Linked DNA regions of Sus scrofa: region 1 is linked to region 2. Evidence: chromatin contacts called from public HiChIP or PLAC-seq data. All regions are on one chromosome and are shown on one strand. The core of a region is the stretch at or near the end of the contact, and the rest is flanking DNA. Distances in the headings are between cores, read along the strand shown.

Region 1 (4,064 bases), core at 1,372-3,871, 94 kb after region 2:
CTTGTTCCTAGTCAATGTCCAAACAGCGGGACAAAAGCAGCCTTGGCTGGTTGGCTCTAAGGCCATGTTTGTGATGGAAAAGCCCATTCATCATGAAGATTCAATGCTTCCTGGCCTACTCTCTTATCTTTTTTTTCCACTTTATTCCCCAGCACTAAATGTGACTCCAGGCTCCCCCCACTTTTAAACACTGGTGTCCTGTTATATTTCCACACTGAATTTGTCCCCGTTCCCTCAGCCTTCCTGGGCTGTAAGGAGCCACGTGGCTCTTTCTGCCAGTTCTTTTTTTGTTCCTGTTACCATGGGCCTCTCTGCCCTCCCATCTCCTTCCTCAGCAGCTCAATGTCCTTTCCAATTTAAGCTGAAACCAGACTCCTTCCTCCTTGCCTTTGCTTCCCCACCTCCCGTGGCCTCGCTTGTCATTTATTATTTAACTCAATCACCTTATTATATATGCACAAGAACCATTTCTGAATATGGCTGCTATGAAAAAAAAGTAGATTCCAAAGCAGAAGCAAACTCACCTCTTCTCAACCTGCCTCCCAAGTCCCCTGTTATCCTGCTCCAGTCCTGGGCCTCCAGTGGGGGGGCCAAGCAACCAGCACAGATCGGGCTGACAAACCGTCAAGCCCAATTAACAACCTCTCAGGTCGGACACAGTGAAAAATTTCTGGATGGTTACTTACAGATATCCTTCAGTTTCGGTATGAGATGTCTTCCTGAAGGGGATGTTTAGATGAAATTCCACACGTGATTCCAAATATAACAAGTTAAATGGAGGGAGTTCCCTGGTGGTCTAGTGGTTAGGATTCAAGCTTTCACCACTGCAGCCCAGGTTCAGTCCAGAAACTGAGATCCCACATCCAGGCACTGCATGACACAGCCAAAAATAAATAAATAAATAGAAGTTCCCATTGTAGCTCAACGGGTTAAGAACCTGACATGGTGTCCATGAGGATTCGGGTTTGATCCCTGGCCTCATTCAGTGGGTTAAGGATACAACCTTGCCACAAGCTGCAGAGTAGGTCACAGATGAGTTCGGATCTGGCATTGCTGTGACTGTGGCATAGGCTCCAACCATAGCTCCAGTTCAGCTCCTAGCCCACGAAATTCCATATGTTACAGGTGCAGCCTTAAAGAAAAAAAATATAAAAATAAAAAATAAGGTAAGCAGAAAGCATCCAGGATGACTGAGTCAGGGGCCCAGGTTCTATTTCTCAGTTAATGTCCATCATTATATTATTCCTGGACTTCAGCCTCTCTAAACCTCAGTTTAGAGAGGGTGCTAGGCCAGGTTCCCTCAAGTTTCCAATAGCATGAAAATTCTAACAAGCATATCTACCCAGTTATGCACATGATTCAACTGGAGGTCCATTCCTATAGTTAAAATTCAGCTCACTTGGGGAGCTCCCATTGTGGCTCAGCAGGTTAAGAACCACATCACGTCAGTGAGGATGCAGGTTCAATCCCTGGCCTCGCTCAGTGGGTTAAGGATCTGGGACATTGCTGCAAGCTGCAGCATAGATCTCAGATGCAGCTCGGATCCCGCATTGCTATGGCTGTGGTGTAGGCCAGCAGTTGCAACTCTCATTCAACCCCTAGCCTGGGAACTTCCACATGCCCAGGTGCGGCCCTAAAAAGAAAAAAAGAAAAATAATAAGCCTACTTGGAACCAATAGGTAATAAAGAGCATTTGCCATGCTGCTGCTCCTGAGAAGGAACTTGAAATAAACCTGGTGACCCCTCACTGAATAGATGAAGAAGCCAGAGCTCAGAGAGGAGAAGCAGCTAACCCAAGGTCACACAGCAAGTGAGAGGCAGAGTCAGACAAGAAGTCAGGACCCCTGGCTCCTTGTATGGTGAGTTCAGCATGACTGCAAATATTTTGAACCTCTTTCTGTTGAAAGTTGGGTCTATGTCTCCTGCTCTTCATCTGGGTGGCTCCTTGATGCTGTAGCCATAGGGGGTATGGAAGCAAAGCCACGTAGCTTCCCGAGACAAGGACGCAAAAGACCATGCAATTCTGCCTCCCGCTCGGAGACACTTTACTTGCTCTTAGAACCCTGAGCCTCGAGCCTCCAATCCAACGATCCTGAGAGCTCCCTGCCAAAGAGGCCACACGCAGATATTAGCCAGCCCAGCCCAGCTGCCAGACTTATGAGTGAAGAAACTGGATTCGAAGTGGTCCAGACCCCAGCGGTTGAAGACACCTCCACCATTCAAGTTCTCGCCTGAAGCCCCAGACACCAAGGAGCAAAGAAGAGCCATGCCCTGCCCTCTTGTACCTCCTGACCCACAGAATCTGAGAGCACGATAAAACAGCGGTGTTTTGGATCCTTAAGCTTTGGGGTGTTATTTTCACACAGCCGTAGGTAACTCCAAGCATTAGTCAACACTCACACTGGCTAATAACTGAGCTTGGGGCTCCCTGCCCCCGAGTGAGCTATGCCAGGAGGGTGTGACACCCCGCATCCTTGCTGAAGGTGGAGGGAGGTGGCCCCGCCTCCTCACCCACTCTCCATCCTGCCTCCAGGGCGGTCACTGGCACAAGCTTTCACCCCACTCCCCTGGCCAAGTTCTCCTCCGTCCTCCAGTCGTCCTTGTTTAGATCTCACACGTCAGACTAAGCTCTGGATAGGAAGTGATTTATTGATGTCTTTCACTAGCCTGAGAGCTCTCCCTGCATTTCCCAGCCAGCGCCCTCACCCCACTGTGGGCACGAAATCAACCTGCAGGGAGTGAAACTGATGGAGACACGTGATCCCGCCACTCCTGGACCTCCAACTCAACCTCCTCCAGGGAGGGCACGGTCCTTCCCTCTCCGGGCAGGCTCCCTCTGCTTCACAGCAGCCCAGGAGCAGAGAAGCGGAAGTGGCTGGTGCCACAGCAGAGGACAAAAACTGGGCCAGCTGGGCCCAGGACCCAGGGACGCGTGTTTCGTCTGACGTTGCCTTTAAGAGCGTAGGTATCCGGAAACCCCGGTTAATTTTCTTGTTCAAACATTGGTTTAAAATTGTTGGCTCTGGGAGAGATACTGTCCTTCAGCAGGTTCATTATAAACTTTGCAACTCCAAGGTCTGATTCAGCTGGAAAAGTTCCTGGTTGCTAAGAGACCAGAGAGCAAATTACCCGCTCACAAAAGACACCGCTAAGGCCAGTAAAACAAAACAAAACAAAGTAGGAAATGGGCCTCAAAATCAAAAACAGGGTAAATAAACTGGCTGGGAAAACGTCTGATTGGAAAACACAATTATAAATATTCTTCGCACTGAAATGTAATGATGCTCTGTCAGTAGCTACACTCTTTGTATTTTGTCTCTTGAAGGAAACAGCAGGGGGGCCCCTTTTCAGTCCTGAAATTCTGTATCCAGGAGTCAGAGGGAAAAACAAACTGTCCCAGTTGATAAGGAGGCAAAAAGAAAAAAAAAAAAAAAAAAGTGAATAAGGCTGCCTTTTTCATGCGCTCTCCCTGCCAGGTGGGTGACAGGCTGCCTGTGGCTGTGGCCCAGAAACATCCCTTCAAGGAAACAGAAAAACCTCCCTCAAGGAAAGGTTTCTGATGGCTGCTGGTGACACATCCCAGAGCCACAAGAGAGGGTACTGCCTCCCCCTCCAGGAGTAGGACAGACACTTGGGGATATGATCTAGGCATACAGAGTAAGAGTGAGCCGGGACTGGCCCAAAGAACAGTAATAAAGTACCAAATAGACCTCAGGTATTTCTTTCTTCAAAGCACTTTTTTTTTCTTCTTTTTTTCTTTTTACAACCACACCTACAGCATATAGAAGTTCCTGGGCTAGGAGTCCAATCAGAGCTGCAGTTGCAACCTGCTCGACAGCTTGCAGCAACACCAGATCCTAAACCCAATGATTGAGTCCAGGGATTGAACCTGCATCCTCATGGACACTATTATATAGGGTCTTAACCCACTGAGCCACAATGGGAACTCCCCTAACCTGCTTTAATAGCTGTGATTTTTAGTCATTGCTTTTCTGGCCGGATGATTGAATATCAAAAATGTTTCAGTAATGATGAAGAACAGAAAAAATGCTAATCTCTCTCAG
Region 2 (4,160 bases), core at 1,377-3,876:
TGGGAAAACTGAGAATGAGCAAAGCTAAGCACTCTGCCCAAGGATATATAATTAAGAATTGGAGGAGTTCCCTCGTGGCTCAGTGGGTTAAAGATCTGGTGTTGTTACTGCTGTGGCTCTGGTTACAGCTGTGGCACTGGTTCGATCCCTGGCCTGGGAACTTCCACATGCCATGGCATGGCCAAAAAAAAAAAAAAAAAAGAATTGGTGGAGCCAGGGTTTGAACTCAGGCCATCTGGCTCCAGAGTCTGTGCTCTTATTGGAGATGCTATACTGCCTTTGTTGTGAATGATGCATCATCATTGGCTCACAGTGGTCATTTTTAGCATCCCTTTTCCATCAGCCTGTGAATTGTCCAGAAACGGACATGGGGCCTGGGTAAGGCCAAGGGGACATAAAAAGAAGTCAGCAGGGCGCTGCTGGGGAAAATATTCTTTCCTGATAAGAAGAGAGGTGAGGGCCTCTGACCTGCCTTACTCCTGTCTTAGGGCATTAGGATACTGCCAGGGGGATGGGCAGCCATTGCCCCCTGATGGGAGATATCGCTGACACATCAAAAATAGCAGAGCAGGAAGATGCCAAAAACCTGGGTTCTTGGTGACATTGCTGCACTGAGGAGCTGGCAGCTTCTGGAGATTCCAGCCCAGGACTTTCTTTTCTTTCTTTCTTTCCAGCTGCACTCACGACATATGGAAATTCCCAGGCTAGGGGCTGAATCAGAGCTGCAGCTGCCAGCCTACACCACAGCCACAGCAATGCCAGATTCTTAACCCACTGAGCGATGCCAGGGATCGAACCCTCATCCTCATGGATACTAGTCGGCCACAATGGGAACTGCCCAGGATTTCTTTCTTATTTCATGAGATGGGTGTCTGAATTGCTTAAGCCACAATTAGGTGAACATTCGGTTACCAGCTGCCCAACCCATATGCTAAAATGCCTAGAACTGTGCTCACATATAATAAGCTCTCCACGAAAGGCTGTTTAATCAGTAAAAAGCAAAAGAAGAAAAGGAGGATATGTGGGCAAACAGGTTAAACTCAAGACACTGCACAAATATGAGAAAAGCTGAATTTTTTCTGAGCCTAGTTAGGCTCCGTGGGTTCAGCAGGGTTGTGGGCTCCATGGCTTCGGTTGAGTTGCCACTTACTTCATTTCAAGTAGAAGAAAAGATGAAATTCCAAGTGCTGGGATGGACACCAAACATCGTGAGAGGAGACCCTAGGAATCGCTCACAACCATTCACCGCTTCTCCTTGGAGAGCGGGTAGAGCCTGTCCAAGGGCTACAAATTTGGTGAGAATTTTCAGAGAAACACATCCAACCAAAAGGAGGAATGGTATGGAACTCACCCGGGGCCAGTCTCTAAGACAGAGAGCTGCAAAGTCCTCTTCTTTCTTGGCCTTTGATTTAAGCTGATGAAATCGGAAAGTGTGGGGCTGCCCCTTGTGGTTCACTGTGGAGTCCTGAGGGCCACCCCAGAGTCTTCCTGTTAATTCACGACGAGCAGCAGGCACTCCCTCAGCAGACACAGGGCACAGCCTTGCTCTTTCTGTTGGATCTGCCAATCTGATTAGACCCCTGGGGATCACTGATCCACTACCATGCGCCTGAGGGAGTCGGGGTGGTATCTAATGCACCCCACTGTTGCAGCCCAGCCCAGCACGTACAAGACCTCTTGAGATTTGTCTCTGTGCCCCTACCTTCCCCTTTGCCATCCTTGGCTGTCCTTTATGAGACCCTATAGGAAACTGTACACTAATTCAATTTTCCCCATCAAAAGTCTGCCCTCTGGAATTCCCGTTGTAGCGCAGAAGGTTAAGAATGCAACTAGTATCCATGAGGCTGCGGGTTCAATCCACGACCTTGCTCAGTGGGTTAAGGATCCGGCATTGCTGCAAGCTGCCACGTAGGCTGCAGATGTGGCTCAGGTCCACATTGCCGTGGCTGTGATGTAAGCCTGCAGCTGCAGCTCTGGTTCGACCCTTGGCCTGGGAACTTCCATATGCCGCAGGTGCAGCCCTAAAAAGAACAAAGATAAAAAGCCTGCACTCAGAAAAAGTCTAACATCAGTCAGTGGCACACTAGTGTGAATTAAAGTCTTTCTCAGGGCTATTTGCTAACTAAATCTCATTGCCCCTAAGGCTCCTTTGATGTATTCATCTTGCAAGTTTTGGGTCAGGTCTTAACCATTGTTATGCACTGGTTCTCTCTTAATATTATTTCATGTTCATTTGCTTTCAAGTTCTCCAACTAGACTATCGGTACCTCAAAGACAAAGCTGACATCATCTACCCATACTTAGGATTTAATTACTTGGTCATTCATTTAGTCAACAGACATCTATTGGGTGTATCCTGGGTACTGGGCTCCGTGTTAGGTCTGAGGTTTCCAGCATGAGTAAAGCGTAATCCCTGCTTTCAAGCTCCAAGTCTCTGCGGGGCAGACACCCTGGAGGAACGGATAGTTAGGTCTCCTTCTCCTGAATGTCCAGGCGTCCAATCCTCCTTCTTGCTTCTATTTTTATCCTTGCCTCACCCCTCTCCCACCAGCCTGGGTCTGAGTGAGTCTGTTTCTTGCAATCGAGAGAAACCAATTACAACACACCCTAGGGCAAGAAACGTTTGAACTGCCTCTTAAAGGATCAGTGTAGGGGAAATGAGGGCATAGGGAGGATATGCCTGGCAGAGGGCACAGCACGAGCAGGAGCGCGAGGCCAAGAACAGCTTGTTGTGGGCGATGCCAAACACATGTGCATTCATTTCTATTTGGGGCCCTCATTGTGGAATGGAAGGCTTTGTCCACAGGAAAGCCATCCCCAACATCCAAAGGCTGATAGAGAAGGTATTTCGGGGACATGCGTAGGGGAAAAAATCCCTTTCCCGGGAGCCTGCAAAAACACACGAGGTAGGCAGCTGTCCCCAAAGACCAAAGCCGAAGGCCAATTCTGCTGATTCACAGCAGCCTATTTGATGGCCAAGGATGCCTCGTAAGAGGGAGCAGCCTACAGGCAGCAGCCAAAGGCCTGGGAGAGAGAAACGTTCTCAGAAAGGGAGTGGCCAAGCGGAAAGGGACCCCAAGAGATTGTGGCACTCAGCTGATTCCAAGGGCCTCGCACCAAGTTGGGGAGCCCGTGGCATCCGGACCCAGCCTTCCATCCCTTGACAAACATCCCATTTCCCAGCAGTTTAGTACTTTTGCATCAGAGGCATTCCGACTCCCAAAGCCCGGGGGTGTAGGAGTTCAGGGGGTATTAATATGATAAGCTAGATGAGATCCACTCTTCAGCTTCCCAGAAAAGGCTGGCTCCAGCAGACAGAGCCAAGTGACACACACTCTAAAATAATCCCCGGCATCTAAACAAGGCAACGTTATCCCCCTCCCCCAGCCAAGATGCCACTGGGCTGCCAGCTCGCCCTTCATCTCCCAAGCTTCTGGGGAGGTTACATCCTGATGAAAGGTTGGTGAGAGTCGACTTAATTCTACAGAAATTAACTGAAGATCTACCAGACGAAGCTTGCTGTTGGAGAAGTAAGATGAGCTTAGGCTTTCTTACTGGGGACCCAGTCCAATCATGCAAACGCCAGGGGGTCAGATGTGCTTAACAAGGACACCCTTGCCCTGTAAGGACATTCGCTCTGAGCTCTGGCTTCCATCCAGCCCCAGGGATTGTCTTTCCATGACCTGAAGTGGCATCTTGCTTGCCTTTCATCTACCTGAAGCCACAGACCTCATTAGCCTTTTTTAAAAGCAGCGCCCCTTGGCTTCCCCCGGGCTATAAAGTTGGCTACTTAAGGGCAGAGCTTGCCCATTCAAATGCAGGTTCACTGAGGGCACAGTCTTGTTCATTGTTTCATTCCCAGCACATAGGGCAGTGCCCAGCACAGAGTCGATTCAATAGATGTTTGTTGAAGGAGAAAAGAATGTGTCGGGAAGTTCCTGTGGTGGCTCAGCCATAAAGAATGCGACTAGCATCCACGAGGATGCGGGTTCAATCGCTGGCCTCGTTCAGTGGGTTAAGGATCCAACATTGCCATGAGCTATGGTGTAGGTCGCAGATGTGGCTTGGATCTGGCATTGCTGTGGCTGTGGTGTAGACCAGTAGCTACAGCTCCAAATTGACCCCTAGCGAGGAAACTTTCATATGCCGCAGCTTTAGCC

What was found. HiChIP or PLAC-seq counts read pairs in DNA pulled down with a chosen protein or histone mark.
Region 1: a contact with region 2 is called in an H3K27ac HiChIP or PLAC-seq map of skeletal muscle. The contact joins two enhancer-like sites. A contact is called at or near these places in 4 of 47 Hi-C or Micro-C datasets (heart right ventricle, psoas muscle and skeletal muscle) and 1 of 2 datasets of contacts at active chromatin or transcription factors (skeletal muscle).

The regions. Positions count from the first base shown.
Region 1 is chr7:36,299,995-36,304,058 of Sscrofa11.1, forward strand. It overlaps LOC106504407 (a long non-coding RNA gene), which reads right to left. Exons shown (of 3, transcript XR_001297853.2): 2 at 687-870. Among named protein-coding and RNA genes, the nearest start is that of TSPO2, 45 kb to the right of the region's middle. Within about 2 kb of position 2,622, at least 18 of the 83 cell types and tissues checked have an H3K27ac peak or open chromatin away from gene starts, as enhancers often do. A contact at or near this core is called in skeletal muscle, where this site is marked.
Region 2 is chr7:36,205,760-36,209,919 of Sscrofa11.1, forward strand. No RefSeq gene overlaps it. Among named protein-coding and RNA genes, the nearest start is that of TSPO2, 140 kb to the right of the region's middle. Within about 2 kb of position 2,627, at least 3 of the 83 cell types and tissues checked have an H3K27ac peak or open chromatin away from gene starts, as enhancers often do. A contact at or near this core is called in skeletal muscle, where this site is marked.